Linked DNA regions of Triticum aestivum: region 1 is linked to region 2. The links are chromatin contacts, called in public Hi-C maps. All regions are on one chromosome and are shown on one strand. Each heading gives the region's core, a stretch centred on a gene start, on an enhancer-like site or on the middle of the called end of the contact. The rest is flanking DNA. Distances are from core to core; before and after follow the strand shown.

What was found. A called contact is a pair of places that touch in the nucleus more often than the background predicts.
Region 1: a Hi-C map of leaf shows a contact between it and region 2, with 9 times the contacts expected there. The contact joins the promoter of LOC123087109 here to the promoter of LOC123087107 in region 2. A contact is called at or near these places in 3 of 5 Hi-C or Micro-C datasets (all in leaf).

Annotation. Positions count from the first base shown.
Region 1 is chr4A:579,402,399-579,409,184 of IWGSC CS RefSeq v2.1, reverse strand. LOC123087109 (coatomer subunit alpha-3) reads right to left here and starts at 2,985. Exons shown (of 3, transcript XM_044509009.1): 1 at 2,649-2,985; 2 at 1,550-2,044; 3 at 1-1,025. The coding sequence starts at 2,856.
Region 2 is chr4A:579,224,186-579,231,384 of IWGSC CS RefSeq v2.1, reverse strand. LOC123087107 (DNA-directed RNA polymerase I subunit RPA12) reads left to right here and starts at 5,333. Exons shown (of 5, transcript XM_044509007.1): 1 at 5,333-5,563; 2 at 5,711-5,751; 3 at 6,182-6,265; 4 at 6,362-6,418; 5 at 6,502-6,909. The coding sequence starts at 5,446. The coding sequence ends at 6,579.

The DNA of each region.
Region 1 (6,786 bases), core at 1,736-4,235, 180 kb before region 2:
AATAACCCTTGTTATGTAAACAGGGACATCAAGGGTCTTTATGATCCCACTATCTCCATTGGGAAGACAGTATTTGATATGGTTCAAAGTAGAGTAAATAAAAACACTGTTCTCATCCCAGGCACCACTTTTCACACGAATGGTTTCATGCAGTGTAGAGCGATGAACAAGCTTCTTGCTAGCTATAACCACTGCATGCTTGCTCAGCAGTGCAACATACTCCATGTCACTGGACCAAACTACATATTTAACACCAGCTGACTGGAGTTCACCAAGAACTAGCCTTTGTTGTAGATCAAAGATGGTCACACGATCTTCAGCTTTGCACAACAAATTACCAGTCCCAGCATAATAAATTGCATCAGTCGCAATAGGAAGAGGACTCTTCTTCACAATTTCATTCTTAAGATTCTTCACCAAAACTTGATTGCTACTCTTCTCAAGGACAGCAAACCTATTCCGTGCCACAAAAACAGCCGAGCCACCAGCTCCCTTCTTTGCCTCTTGCAAATAATCAGCCCTGCCAGCAGAATCTTTAGGAACAATGTACAGATCATATGAGCCCCCGTCCACATCAGAGCAGATCAACACAGCATTTTCAGTTGGACTATAAGATAGTGTCCTGGGTGCCTGGTTCAAGCTGACGGATCCTGGTCTTCTTATTGGAGCCACCTGAACTTCCTTCTGGGTGGAGTACTCAAAGAACCGGAGGAATCTGTCCTTCACATAGAACACAGTATCAGCACTCACGCTGAAAGCTGGGCGTTCCCTCTCTAATTTAAACACAATCATGCCACTGTCATGACCAGCAGCAAGAAGATTCATTTCAGGGTGGGCGGCAAGGATCCAGAAACGGTCATGTTCCCGCCTAAATGTCTGAATACCAGTTCGCTTTGTGGCATCCCAAATGCGAATGCTTTTGTCCTCTGAGTTGGACACAATGATGTCTTGCTTCGCATGGAACATCACACACGACACATTATTCATGTGCCCCCTCAAAGTATCAACTTCCCAAGCCTTGGTATCTGTCAAAAAATATCAAATTTTATTTTATTGTTTGTTCAATCCAACCAATACTCAGCAAAAAAATAATTAGTGCTAGACTAGACCTTCAATTGACATTTCTCATGTTGAACAAACAAGGGTAATTTGATAATTTGTTTATAATTTGTTCAGTCCTACTAATATGCAGAGTGTTTTACTGGATATTAAATGGTTATATACATGTGATCACTCAGAATTAACAAAAAGGTAATTTGACAATTACGAAACATGTTTCTTGCGTTCAGCTAGTTTTGATGACCACTGACAATTTAGTTGATATTACTTGTGATAGACTGAGGAGTAAACAGTAAAAGGTTCTGTACAAGTAATATCACTTAAACAGAATCAAAAGGATTCAAAATAAAATGACTAATTCAGAAGCATTGTTTCAAACTGTCATACAAAATAATGAAATGATGCGTACATAAATATGTAATTATTGTTTTCATACAACGAAATAAAATAAACCAGACATAAATAGTTAAAGAAGTGATTGCACTGTTACCATTCATTCTCCACAGCTTCACTTGCCGGTCATCTGCCCCAGAAACAATGAGTGGCAATGTGGGGTGAAATGATGCCCAGTTGACACCACGGTCATGGCCTTCCAAGACATATTTCACAACCGCATCGACACCCCCAAACAGATCAGTGTTCATCTGAGTGAGACGCAGGATGTCATCCGCAGGTGACACCGTCTTCTTCCTCAGGGCACCAATATCCCAAACACGGACAGTCTGATCTAGCGATGCTGACACAACCAGGTCCTCCTTGGGGTGGAAGGACGCGCACATGACATAGTGATTATGCCCGGTGAGCACAGCCACACAAGTACGTGACTGCCAGTTCCAGATCCGGATTGTCTGGTCATCACTGGCACTTACTATCCATGGGTACTCATGGTGGAATTGCACAGTACGAATGTAGTCGAGATGCCCAGTAAGCGTAAACAAGCAGCGGTGTGTCTTGTAATTCCACACCTTGATCTTGTAATCGTCACCTGCATTGCATCACAACCCAAAATCTTAGTCCAAGCTTTGTGAATGTTAATGAGCATGCATTGGATTATTTTACCACCTATTCTACATTCACTCAGCGTTCAAGCATTGACTCACTGTTAAGCTAGTAACTAAAACATGAAGCAGACTAACCAGAGTGCACCCCAGTGTCATCAGCGACACAATCCCCTCAACGTTTTGTGAATGCTAATGAGCATGCATTGGATTATTTTACCACCTACTCTACATTCACTTTCAACTGGCTAATAAACTACGGTGATAACAGTCACTAATAAAAACCAAATGGCACTCCAAGTAAACAATTCTAGAAACAGCAAAGATCATAAAAGGAAGCACTAGATCCGACCAACCCATCCTACCAACTTATGACACCTTAACAGCCACCGGCACACATCAAGCGCGATCTAACAGCAGCGTCGACGGATCACAGAGACATCTAACGGCCTCGACACTCGCGCGCAGAGCCTCCAATCCAAGGCAAGGCTCGGGGCCGTGGCGCGCGGCTCTGTGTCAATCCGCAAATGGCAAATCACGCCCGAACCGATCGAGCCGAGCGGGATCTAGCAGGGCGGGGCGGGGCAGTACCTCCGGAGACGAAGAGGGGCTGGGTGGCGTGGAAGTGGACGCCGCGGACGGGGCCGTCGTGCTCGTCGAAGCGGTCGAGGAGGGTGCCCATGCGGTAGTCCCACATCTGGATCACGCCGCTGTGGAGGCTGGCGAGGATCCATGGCCGCCGCGGGTGGAAGCTCAGGCCCTTGACCCGGTTGCTCTTGGTCTCGAACTTGGTCAGCATCTTCCGTTCCCCCGCCGGCGGCGCGTCGTCCCCGGCGACGGCGGCGGCGGCCCCTGGCCCTGGCCGCGGAGAGGAGCGGAGGTGGGGTGGGGGGGTCGGTGGATCTGGGGCGGAGGAGGGGGAGGGGAGGGAGGGAATGGCCGATGATGGGGAGGAGGAAGGTGCTTTAGATCTCGGGCAAGAGGAGATCTGGGTTTCCGACGCTGCTGAGTGCTGAGGTGGTGAGAGGCGGCGCCGCCGTTGGATTCTGGGGGAGAGGCGATCTGAGCCGTCGGAAATGGTGCGCCCGGGTTGTCAGTCACGCGCTCGCTCGCCGCAATGCTAAGATAAGCGGTTTGGCTGTGACCAATTTTTGGTAGAGTACGAATTATAAATTTCATGCTTAGAGAAGTGCAGGACGTTTTAGATAAGGGTGTTTATCATTTATGTCATTCTGGTTGTATTTTACTACTTGGTTTTGCCATTAGAAATTTCAACTGCTCAAAAATGTCATCGTTTCGTTAAGCGCATGCTTAAAAATGTCATCGCTTCGTTAAGCGCATGCTCAAAAATGTCACTGGACACCATTAGGCTAGTCATAGTGGGAGTAACTTAGCTAGTAACATAGCGCACTTCAAGAAAAAATTGCTTAGGCTGGTCACAATGGGCAAGAACATAAGCTAGTAACTTCACACTTCCCTAGACTATGTTACTACCTCCACAGTGGGTAGGAACATCTATGTAGTGTCATGCAACGATGTATTTATTAGGTTATAGACTCATTGTTTCTTGGAGTGTGTGATGTTTCGGTAACTTAGCTAGTTACCACAAACACCTCGCTCTTCATTAAATACGTGCCACATAAGCAAAGTTGTATTGGAGTGTGTGATGTTACTCCTAAGTTCCTCCTCACTGTGACCAGCCTTACGTGGTATATAGTTAATGAAAAGTGGTAACATAATATGTTACTGTAATATAGCGTTTCCCAAGACAAGATGAGTATACAAGCTAATAAATGAAGTCCTCTATGACACTAGTACTATGTTACTTTGCACTATGAGTACAATGTGTGCTCTCGTATCTACGCATCCATCGTCACACGTAAACACTATGTACAATGTCCTCCAAAGACTGCAGTCGCCGAGCTTTAAGACTGATCGATGTCGCCACTAGCATCTTGATATCATCGAAAACATCACCTTCTATTGAAAACATTATGCATTGATCGAACAATAGGATGGCAAAAGCTATGGTTAGATTGTTCATTGACTCAGAGTACAAGTACCCTCCTAAACATCCAACAATGGATTGGTTCTCGTGCGGAATGGATTTTGTATTGGGAATAACATCCATACAAATTCACATAAAACACCATATGGTATCTGTATTGGTGCTTATTCCAACATGATTGATGAGGGGCTACTGAATTAAAGGGGAAAAGGGCCCCTCGCCCTGTTCATCGTTGGCGAGAGCCGGGAAGGGGAGGGGCTGACGGGGAAGGAAATGAGACGCGATGGGGAGAGAGACGGAGAGTTGATCCCCCGTTTCTCCCCCTTGGATTGTTGTTGGCGTAGGAAGGAGAAATCTATGTCGGTCATTCTTCCTTTATTCTAGGTCTAGTTGTTCTAATAAAAATGCATGCATCATGTTGGTCCCTTCTCGGCAGGTGTTGTTCCCTCTTATCTTCATTATCTGCTTTGTTCTCACTCTGTGCTTTCGATTAGGTTTTGGAGTAGGTCGTCTGGAAGTTGAAGCAAGTTGGTTTGACGCCAAGCTCGTCCTCTCCCTCCAAACCTTGTGGGGAAGGATTTGCTAACATGTTAATAGTGTTTTTGCTCTTCATCCGCCGGTGATGACCTCGGGCTTCTGTTCGTCAGTGTCGACAGTAAATCCCTTGGTCGGCGAACAACCAGACTCAGCAGCACGTGTCCGCCTTCATGCGGCCTGGAGGTCGACATGTCATTTTCTTGCTATAGTTGTTTACACCTGGTTCTTGATGGCAAAGTTGTTATTCATTTTTATGTTTTCCTTTGCCTGTAACGTGTAGCGTTGATCTTGTAATCTTCTGGGTTTTGGCCCGGTTTCGCAATTAGGCCTTTCCAATATAACAAGAGTGGGGTGGCCCTCTATGGAGGGACCCGCGTGCAGCCCATGAGCGGAACGGGAAGCCCCTTATTTTTCTCTACATTTTTTGTCTTTTTTGTTTTTTAGTCTTCTTCAAAATAATTCGGGATCTAAAAAAATCAAATTTTCTAGAAATTGTGAATTTTGAGAAAAAATTAATCAAGAAATCTTATATTTGTTGCAGATTCGAAAAATTATCGCATATAAAAAATCATGTTTTTAAAACAGGGTTCAAGAAATCAAATAAGTTCATAATTTTGAAAAATGTTTGCGCATTCAATTTTTTTGTGGATTTGAACAAATGTATGGAATTCAAAAAATGTTCGTTCATTCCAAAAATATTCACGAGTTGAAAAAATGTTTGCGAATTTCTAAAACCATACCACGTATTGAAAAAATGTTCATGATTTGTTAAATAAATCAATAAATAATAAATTTGCATGCATTTGCAAAAATGTTCATAAATTTGAAAAAAATATGAATTTTAGAAATTGCTGTACTAAAAACAAGAAAGTGTTTGTGGATTTCCAAAAATTTTGTGAAGTCGAAAAATGTTCATGAGTTAACAAATGTTCACAATTTAAAAAATATCCTGAATTTTTTAAAAAGGATCGCAGATCCAAAAATTGTTCACGACTTCAAAAGATGCTTACGAATTTAAAAAATGTTCATGATTTCAAAATAAATTACAATTCGAGAATGTTCATGATTTCTTAAAAAATATGATTTCAAAAAGTATTCACGGGTTTGAAAGATGTTTGCAAAACGAAAAAATAAAAACTAGAAGGAAAAATGAAAAAGAAAAGAAAGATGAAGATAAATAAAATAAAAACAAACACATGAAAAATAAAAATAAAATGAAAAAAGATAAAAGAAAGAAAATGCCAGAAGAATAAACATATTATTTTTTAAAAGAAAGAATATGCAACAAATTGTTTTTTAGTCTTCTTTAAAATAATTCGGGATCTAAAAAAATCAAAATTTCTAGAAATTGTGAATTTTGAGAAAAAATTAATCAAGAAATCTTAAATTTGTTGCAGATTCGAAAAATGATCGCATATAAAAAAAATCATGTTTTTAAAAAAGGGTTCAAGAAATCAAATAAGTTCATAATTTTGAAAAATGTTTGCGCATTCAAATTTTTTTGTGGATTTGAACAAATGTATGTAATTCAAAAAATGTTCGTTGATTCAAAAAATATTCACGAGTTGAAAAAATGTTTGCGAATTTCTAAAACCATACCACGTATTGAAAAAATGTTCATGATTTGATAAAAAAATCAAAAAAATAATAAATTTGCGTGCATTTGCAAAAATGTTCATAAATTTGAAAAAAAATATGAATTTTAGAAATTGCTGTACTAAAAACAAGAAAGTGTTTGTGGATCTCCAAAAATTTTGTGAAGTCGAAAAAAGTTCATGAGTTAACAAATGTTCACAATTTAAAAAATATCCTGAATTTTTAAAAAAGGATCGCAGATCCAAAAATTGTTCACGACTTCAAAAGATGCTTACGAATTTAAAAAATGTTCATGATTTCAAAATAAATTACAATTCGAGAATGTTCATGATTTCTTAAAAAATATGATTTCAAAAAGTGTTCATGGGTTTGAAAGATGTTTGCAAAACGAAAAAATAAAAAACTAGAAGGAAAAATGAAAAAGAAAAGAAAGATGAAGATAAAGAAAATAAAAACAAACGCATGAAAAATAAAAATAAAATGAAAAAAGATAAAAGAAAGAAAATGCCAGAAGAATAAACAAAGGCAACACTGAATTCAGGGCCGGTTCAGAAAAATAAGCAATATAAGTGGGAAAAACCAGCATGG
Region 2 (7,199 bases), core at 4,084-6,583:
GTTATTCAATAATTCTTCAGCTTGTCCAACAGTTCGTTCCCTGAAAACACAACCAGCACAACTATCTAGGAAGTCCCTAGAAGCATCGGTTAGTCCATTATAGAAGATATCAAGTATTTCACTTTTCTTAAAAGGATGATCAGGCAAAGCATTAAGTAACTGGCAAAGCCTTCCCCAAGCTTGTGGGAGACTCTCTTCTTTAGTTTGCACAAAGTTAAATATTTTCTGTAAAGCAGCTTGTTTCTTATGAGCAGGGAAATAATTTTCAGAGAAGTAATAAATCATATCTTGGGGACTACGCACACAACCAGGAGCAAGAGTATTGTACAAAGCTTTAGCATCACCCTTTAATGAGAAAAGAAATAATTTGAGAATAAAGTAATAGCGAGTTTTCTCATCATGAGTAAAAAGGGTGGCTATGTCATTCAACTTAGTAAGATGTGCCACAACAGTTTCAGTTTCATAACCATGGAAAGGATCAGATTCAACCAAAGTAATTAACTCTGGGTCGACAGAGAATTCATATTCCTTATCATCAATAAAGATAGGTGAAGTAGCAAACTTAGGATCATATTTCATTCTAGCATTCAGAGATTTTTCTTTATACTTGCATAATAATTTCTCTAGATCATCTCTATCTCTGCAAGCAAGAATATCTCTAGTTGTTTCTTCACTCATAACATAACCTTCCAGTACCTTAGGCAATTCATATCTAGGAAGACTAGTTCTAGCAGGTGTTTCAGGAGTTTCAGTTTCAAGCTCATCATCAGATTCAACAACATCATGTTGTATTACTCTAGCAATTTGTTCATCAAGAAATTCACCAAGTGGCACATTATCATTATAAAGCAAGGTACTAGCATCATCATAAGCATTATCCATAGCAGAAGTAGCATCATCAATAACTTGCGACATATCAGAATTAATAGCATGTGGTGGTGTTGCAAGTTTACTTATAACAAAAGGTGAATCTAAAGCAGAACTGGATGGCAGTTCCTTACCTCCCCTCGTCTTGAGGGAAAAATCTTAGTATTAGCATCCTTCAGATTCTTCATAGTGATAAACTGATAATAATCCCAAGTGACTCAAGAAATATAGCTATGCTCCCCGGCAACGGCGCCAGAAAAGGGTCTTGATAACCCACAAGTATAGGGGATCGCAATAGTTTTCGAGGGTAGAGTATTCAACCCAAATTTATAGATTCGACACAAGGGGAGCCAAAGAATATTTGAAGGTATTAGCAGCTGAGTTGTCAATTCAACCACACCTGGAGATTAATTATCTGCAACAAAGTGATCCATAGCAAAGTAGTTTGATAGTTTTGATAGTAGTAGCAGCAGCAATAGTAACAGTAATACTGATAGCAGTAATTTTGTAGCAAGTGTAACAGTGATGATAGCAGTAGTAACTTAGCAGAAACAATATGGAAAAATTCGTAGGCAGTGGATCGGTGACTTGTTGGATGATATTCATCATGAGATAGTTATAACCTAAGGCGATATGGCACTAGCTCCAGTTCATCGATATAGTGTAGGCATGTATTCCGTAAATAGTCATACGTGCTTTATTAAAAGGACTTGCATGACATCTTTTGTCCTACCCTCCCGTGGTAGCGGGGTCCACATTGGAAACTAAGGGATATTAAGGCCTCATTTTAATAGAGAACCAAAACAAAGCATTAACACATAGTGAATACATGAACTCCTCAAACTACGGTAATCACCGGAAGAAGTCCCAGTTATTGTCACTCTGGGGTTACCGGATCATAACACGTAGTAGGTGACTATAACTTGCAAGATCAGATCTAGAACATGAATATAATGGTGATAACATAAACGGTTCAGATCTGAAATCATGGCACCCGGGCCCAAAAGTGACAAGCATTAAGCATGGCAAAGTCATAGCAATATCAATCTAAGAACATAGTGGATACTAGGGATCAAGCCCTAACAAAACTAACTCGATTACATGATGAATCTCATCCAACTCCTCACCGACCAGCGAGCCTACGAAGGAATTACTCACTCCTGATGGGGAGCATCATGGAATTGGCGATGGAGAAGGGTTGGTGATGACGAAGAACGAAGATCCCCCTCTCTGAAGCCCCAAATGGACTCCAGATCTGCCCTCTCGAGGAAGAACAGGGCTTGGCGATGGCTCCGCCTCGTGGATCGTGATAATTCTTTCTCCCTGATTTTTTTCTCCGAAAACAGGATTTTATAGCGTCGGTTTCAGGGTCTGCGGGGCCACCAGGTGGGGACAACCCACCTGGGCGCGCCAGGAGAGGGGGGCACACCCTGGTGGGTTGTGCCCACCCAGGGGCCCCTCTCCGGTAGGTCTTGGCTCCAGAAATTCTTATATATTATATAAAAATTCCTCGCAAAGTTTCGTTCCATTCCGAGAACTTTTATTTCTGCACAAAAACAACACCATGGTAGTTCTGCTGAAAACAGCGTCAGTCCGGGGTTAGTTTCATTCAAATCATGCAAATTAGGGTCCAAAACAAGAGGAAAAGCGTTAGGAAAAGTAGATACGTTGGAGACGTATCATCCCAATTTATAAGCAGATGGATAACTGGCATGCGCGGGGATCGAGGAGGCCAAAAAGTAATTATGTGACTGCACGGGCGCCTCGAATTTCGAAAAGTCCATTAAAGATGAAGATCTGTTAAGATGTTTTGAGCTTCGTGCGAAGTTAATGCAGGATGACATCATGGCGGGTTAGTATGATTCTGTGAGCTGACGTCATGGCGGATTATAGCAACTTCATAAAAGTTGACGATGCAAGATTCTGCTAAGTCAAGTATTGAAGATTGATGTGATCAAGTTCAAATCAACCTCGGGCCTAATGTTGGGGATATAACTATTGGGTATGACCCGCCCAGGAGGGGTCGGGTCATGCCACTGGCGGCTTAAGAAGAGAAGGCCCGGGATGATGATGAGTATGGTGGTCCATAGAACAAGCTTATTGAAAGCCCAAGACTCAGAGGTGACTTGAGGCCCATGGGTATGAACCGCCATATTGTGTACTTGTATTGTAAGGCAAGCTTAATTAGTCACCGAGCCGGACACATTGTGTATGAGCCGGCCGGGACTCTGTAAGCCGCCGGGCATCAACCTGTGTACATAAAGGGGTGACCCGGCGGCGGGTTAAGGCAAGAAACAAGAGATCGAGAACTAGGTCAAGCGTATTCGCTCCCTGGTAATCGAAACCTAAGCAATACAACCTCAAACTGGAGTAGGCTTTTACCTCGTTGCGAGGGGCCGAACCAGTATAAACCCTGTGTGTCATTTGTCCCGATTAACCCCTTTAAGCTAACCTAGCTGCGATGGCTCCACACCTAAGTCCTTTCGCTAGGGCATCTGTGTGTTAAGTCCACGACACCCTTTGTGTATGGATGGATTATGTCTGAATGCATTCGTCGGGTACTGTTTCATATATCTTCCTTACCTGTTTAGTTGCAGTTTGACTTTGCGCTCCTTGCCTCCTTCGAATGGTCATTGGTAGAAACAAAATGTGAACGTTGGGCTTCTTTTGCGTGTGCTCCGTTAGGCGTCTTGTCAGACTGTGTCATGGCTTCTCGCCGCTGCGTCCCCTTGACCGAACGGTGTGTTTTGGGATCTGGGTGCGTTTTTTATCCCTGTCCGGACCTTGAGACCCTTGCAGCTGAACAGATAACGCGTTGTGCTGTCCGGTGTTGGACCACAGTGGCTGGCCCGATGGCGTGTTCTATTATCTCTCCCGGCCTTTTACCCCTGCTGCCTGGTTGACAGACGTGTATGCTTTATGTGCTCGCTAGTCGCACTCTTTGCTTGATCGTCGATCGTCTTGTCGGTTTGTTTGGTTTCCTTCTGCTCATGTGTTCCCTGGTGGGGTTCTTGTTTCGAATGTTTCATGACATTTGCCGTGGGATATGCGTTTGGGTTTTCTATTAACCCGGCTGGAACATGAAAGGTCAATTCACCTTCTCAATCACCCTTTTAGGATGATTTATTAAAGAAGTGTCTGTTAAACGTGTCATCATAGTTTGCTTAACTTCTGATTGTAGTATGTTCAAAGAAAACTTCTGGTTGTAGTTGGTCTTTACGCAGTTACTGACAGTTGGAAAAAAAATATCATCACCAACAAAGCTTCGTGTCATCAAAAACAAATCGCCGAAGAAAAATTATGGACAATGATCATTGTCAAGACAAATAAAAATGTAGTATGAACATAATCATTTGCAAACAGTTGAGGAAAAAAAATCTTAATAGTTCACTTCGCTTCCGGGCTGCAGTTGGCCATCTAATATATAGTATAAAAGAATAATGCTAAGACACAGTAAAAACATATCAGACAACGATCCTCGATGCCATCGATGATATCAGTTGTCCAAAATTCTCATGATTGTCGAAATATAATAGTTGAGCATTTCCTTGAATTCTCGTGTTTTAAAAATATAACTATTAGGGGGGAAATAAAGTACTTAGAAATGTAATGAAAAACCAAATTCCCATAATTAAAAATATAGTAATTAAAAGAAGAAAGTATTAGACAAGCCGCTCAGAATATCAAAGATTGAGCAATACATATTAAACAACAACGCTAAGATATAGTAAAAAAAAACATACTACAACCCTTGGTTTGATCCGCTGTGCAAACCCCTAGGGATGCCAAAGATTTCAAAGATTGTGCAAATAAATAATGCTAAGACACAATAAAGGTACGTCAGACAAGGATTTTCAAAACTTGGCGCCATCCGTGATATTAACTGTGCATAATGCTGATGATTTTCAAAATATATTAGTAATTGAAAAAATGCCAAAATATAACAATTATTAAGGGAAAAAAGAAAGTACTAGACAAGCTGCGGGAGCGGTACACGGATGTACCAGTCCGCTTGCTTAAATCCAGTTACTCTTAGGGAAATGCTGCACTCACACGGTGCACCATGTGAGGCTTGCATAATTTCCGTTTGCCCCGTTCATCTACGGTCATAGGCAAGCGCCACCAAGCCCGGCGATGAGCAACGATTGAAGTGATGTTTTAAAGTGGTCGAAGTTCTTCTCGTATAGCTGTGTGGGACTAAGGATACCCATTTAAAAAAAAATAGGATTTTTTTTTTTGAGTGCCGACTAAAAGATACCTAGCCCCTGGCGCGTGCACGCGGTGACCAACACACCTTTACCGGGCCTCTTGGGCTAGGCGTTAGAGTTTTCCCTAGGGCCCGCAGAGACACACTTCTCCGCCTGATGGTGACCGGTCCACATCCATCCTAATGGGCCGGACTGCGAATCCACGGTGAAACCCTAAGTGCGCAGCCGGCCGTTCCCCTGCTGATCATCGCCGCAGACAGAGGTCGGAAGAAGAGGAAGTAAACGAAAGGCCCCCCCTCTCTCTCTCTCTCTCTCTCTCTCCCCCCTGTCTCTGTATCTCCCGCACGGCGGCGCGGTGTGGCCGGCGGCGATGGCTTTCTGGCAGGCGCGCGACTTCCTGTTCTGCGGCGTGTGCGGCACCCTCCTCGACTTCAACTCCCACCGCTACGCCTCCTGCCCCCTCTGCGGCTTCAAGCGCAAGGCCAAAGGTCTCCCCCCTCCCTTCCTTCGTTCCTTCCTCCAGGCCCAAGCTTACTCCTCTCTGCGGATCCCGAATCACAGAACTCTTGGTCCCAAGCATCCTTGTGACTGGCAATCCCGTGGCTAATGCAGAACTGGCCCCTTATTTTCTGCAGATATCGAAGGGAAAGAAACTCGGTACGCGGTCACCGCGGAGGTACGTCCATCTCTCTCTGTCAAAATCAACCAATGGTTCCAGACGAAGAACTAGGTGTGCAGAACGGCTTATATACTCGGCTAATTAGATTGCAGTGTCGTGTTTCTTGAAGGAATACACTGGTCCTGCCAAGCTACTGCTGGACTTGAGAAAATTGTTCAGTCTTTTGGAATGCATGAATTAGCTTAATTAATTAAATGGAACAAATTCCATACATTAAGAATTGATGATTTTCTAGCTCGGGATGTGTAAGCTTACCCTAGAACTGTTATACTTTGACAATTTTGATTTTGTGGTCTAGTGTAACTGTACAAGACATCTGTTGATTTTAGATCCTGCTAGCTTGCATGTGCAGATTCTTTTACCAGGCAACACAAGTTTCTGTTTCCGGAGCACGTGCTTGATTTTGAATTACATACGTTGTTGACAGGATATTAGAAGAGAGCTAAAGATGAAACCGTTTGTGGTTCTTGAATCGGCGCCAAATATGGACATAATCGTGCAAAGATCCCTGGTAAGCTAAATTGTTTGCTTTTGCCCCTGGTTATTAGTTTTTGGATGGATGGATGGATACCTTGAGCGTTTCACATATATCCTCGTCTGCCTTTAGACAGAGCGAGCCTGTCCAGAATGCAACCATCATGAACTCGAATATTACACGAAGCAGGTTATTTGCTGACCTTCAGCTTTAGTTATGATTTTCTCTTTCTAGTTCTGAATCCTACCGACCTTCTTGACGTGCAATTGCAGCTTCGGTCAGCGGATGAGGGGCAGACTATCTTCTACGAGTGCCCGGAATGTGGCCACGCATTCAATGAGAATACCTAAGAAAAAAGTTTCCTACTATCAGGGTATGGATATGGGTGGAAGAAAGTGCTCCTGCCATTGGTTGACAATCGATGTTCGATGAAATTTCTCCTGCCATGGGTTGACCATTGATGTTGCATCGTTTTGGCGTGTATTCTTATCTTGAGTGTTACCTGGGATATGTTAATGCTCGTTTTTTCTATCTAACGCCTTTTGACGGAACCTTGTATTTGACTGAATGTCGCCATAGAAAGAGCAGAACGTCTTGTTTCTAAAGGTGATTGGGCTGGTTGCTGCATTTTTGTAGCGCATCATGATTATTCAAAGTCATACACACTTGTTGTTGACCGATTCATTTTGTGATAGTTAATACAGTGCGCATTGGTTTTATCTCAAGTTGTACTTCATGGACTTCGGCTGAGTTTATATAGAAAATTATCTATAGCTACAACACCAAATATATCTCGTGATGAATCTAGTATTAATTTAATACTCTGGATGTTCGACTCTTTTTTCTACTCTGCTGGTGCATTAGGAATCTTAGGTGGTGCCTTGGGCATCTTGTACGCGCTATATATTTTGGGGCAGAGTGAGTAGATTCCCAAGGCACATGTACTTGGATCCAATCATTTTCAGCTAAA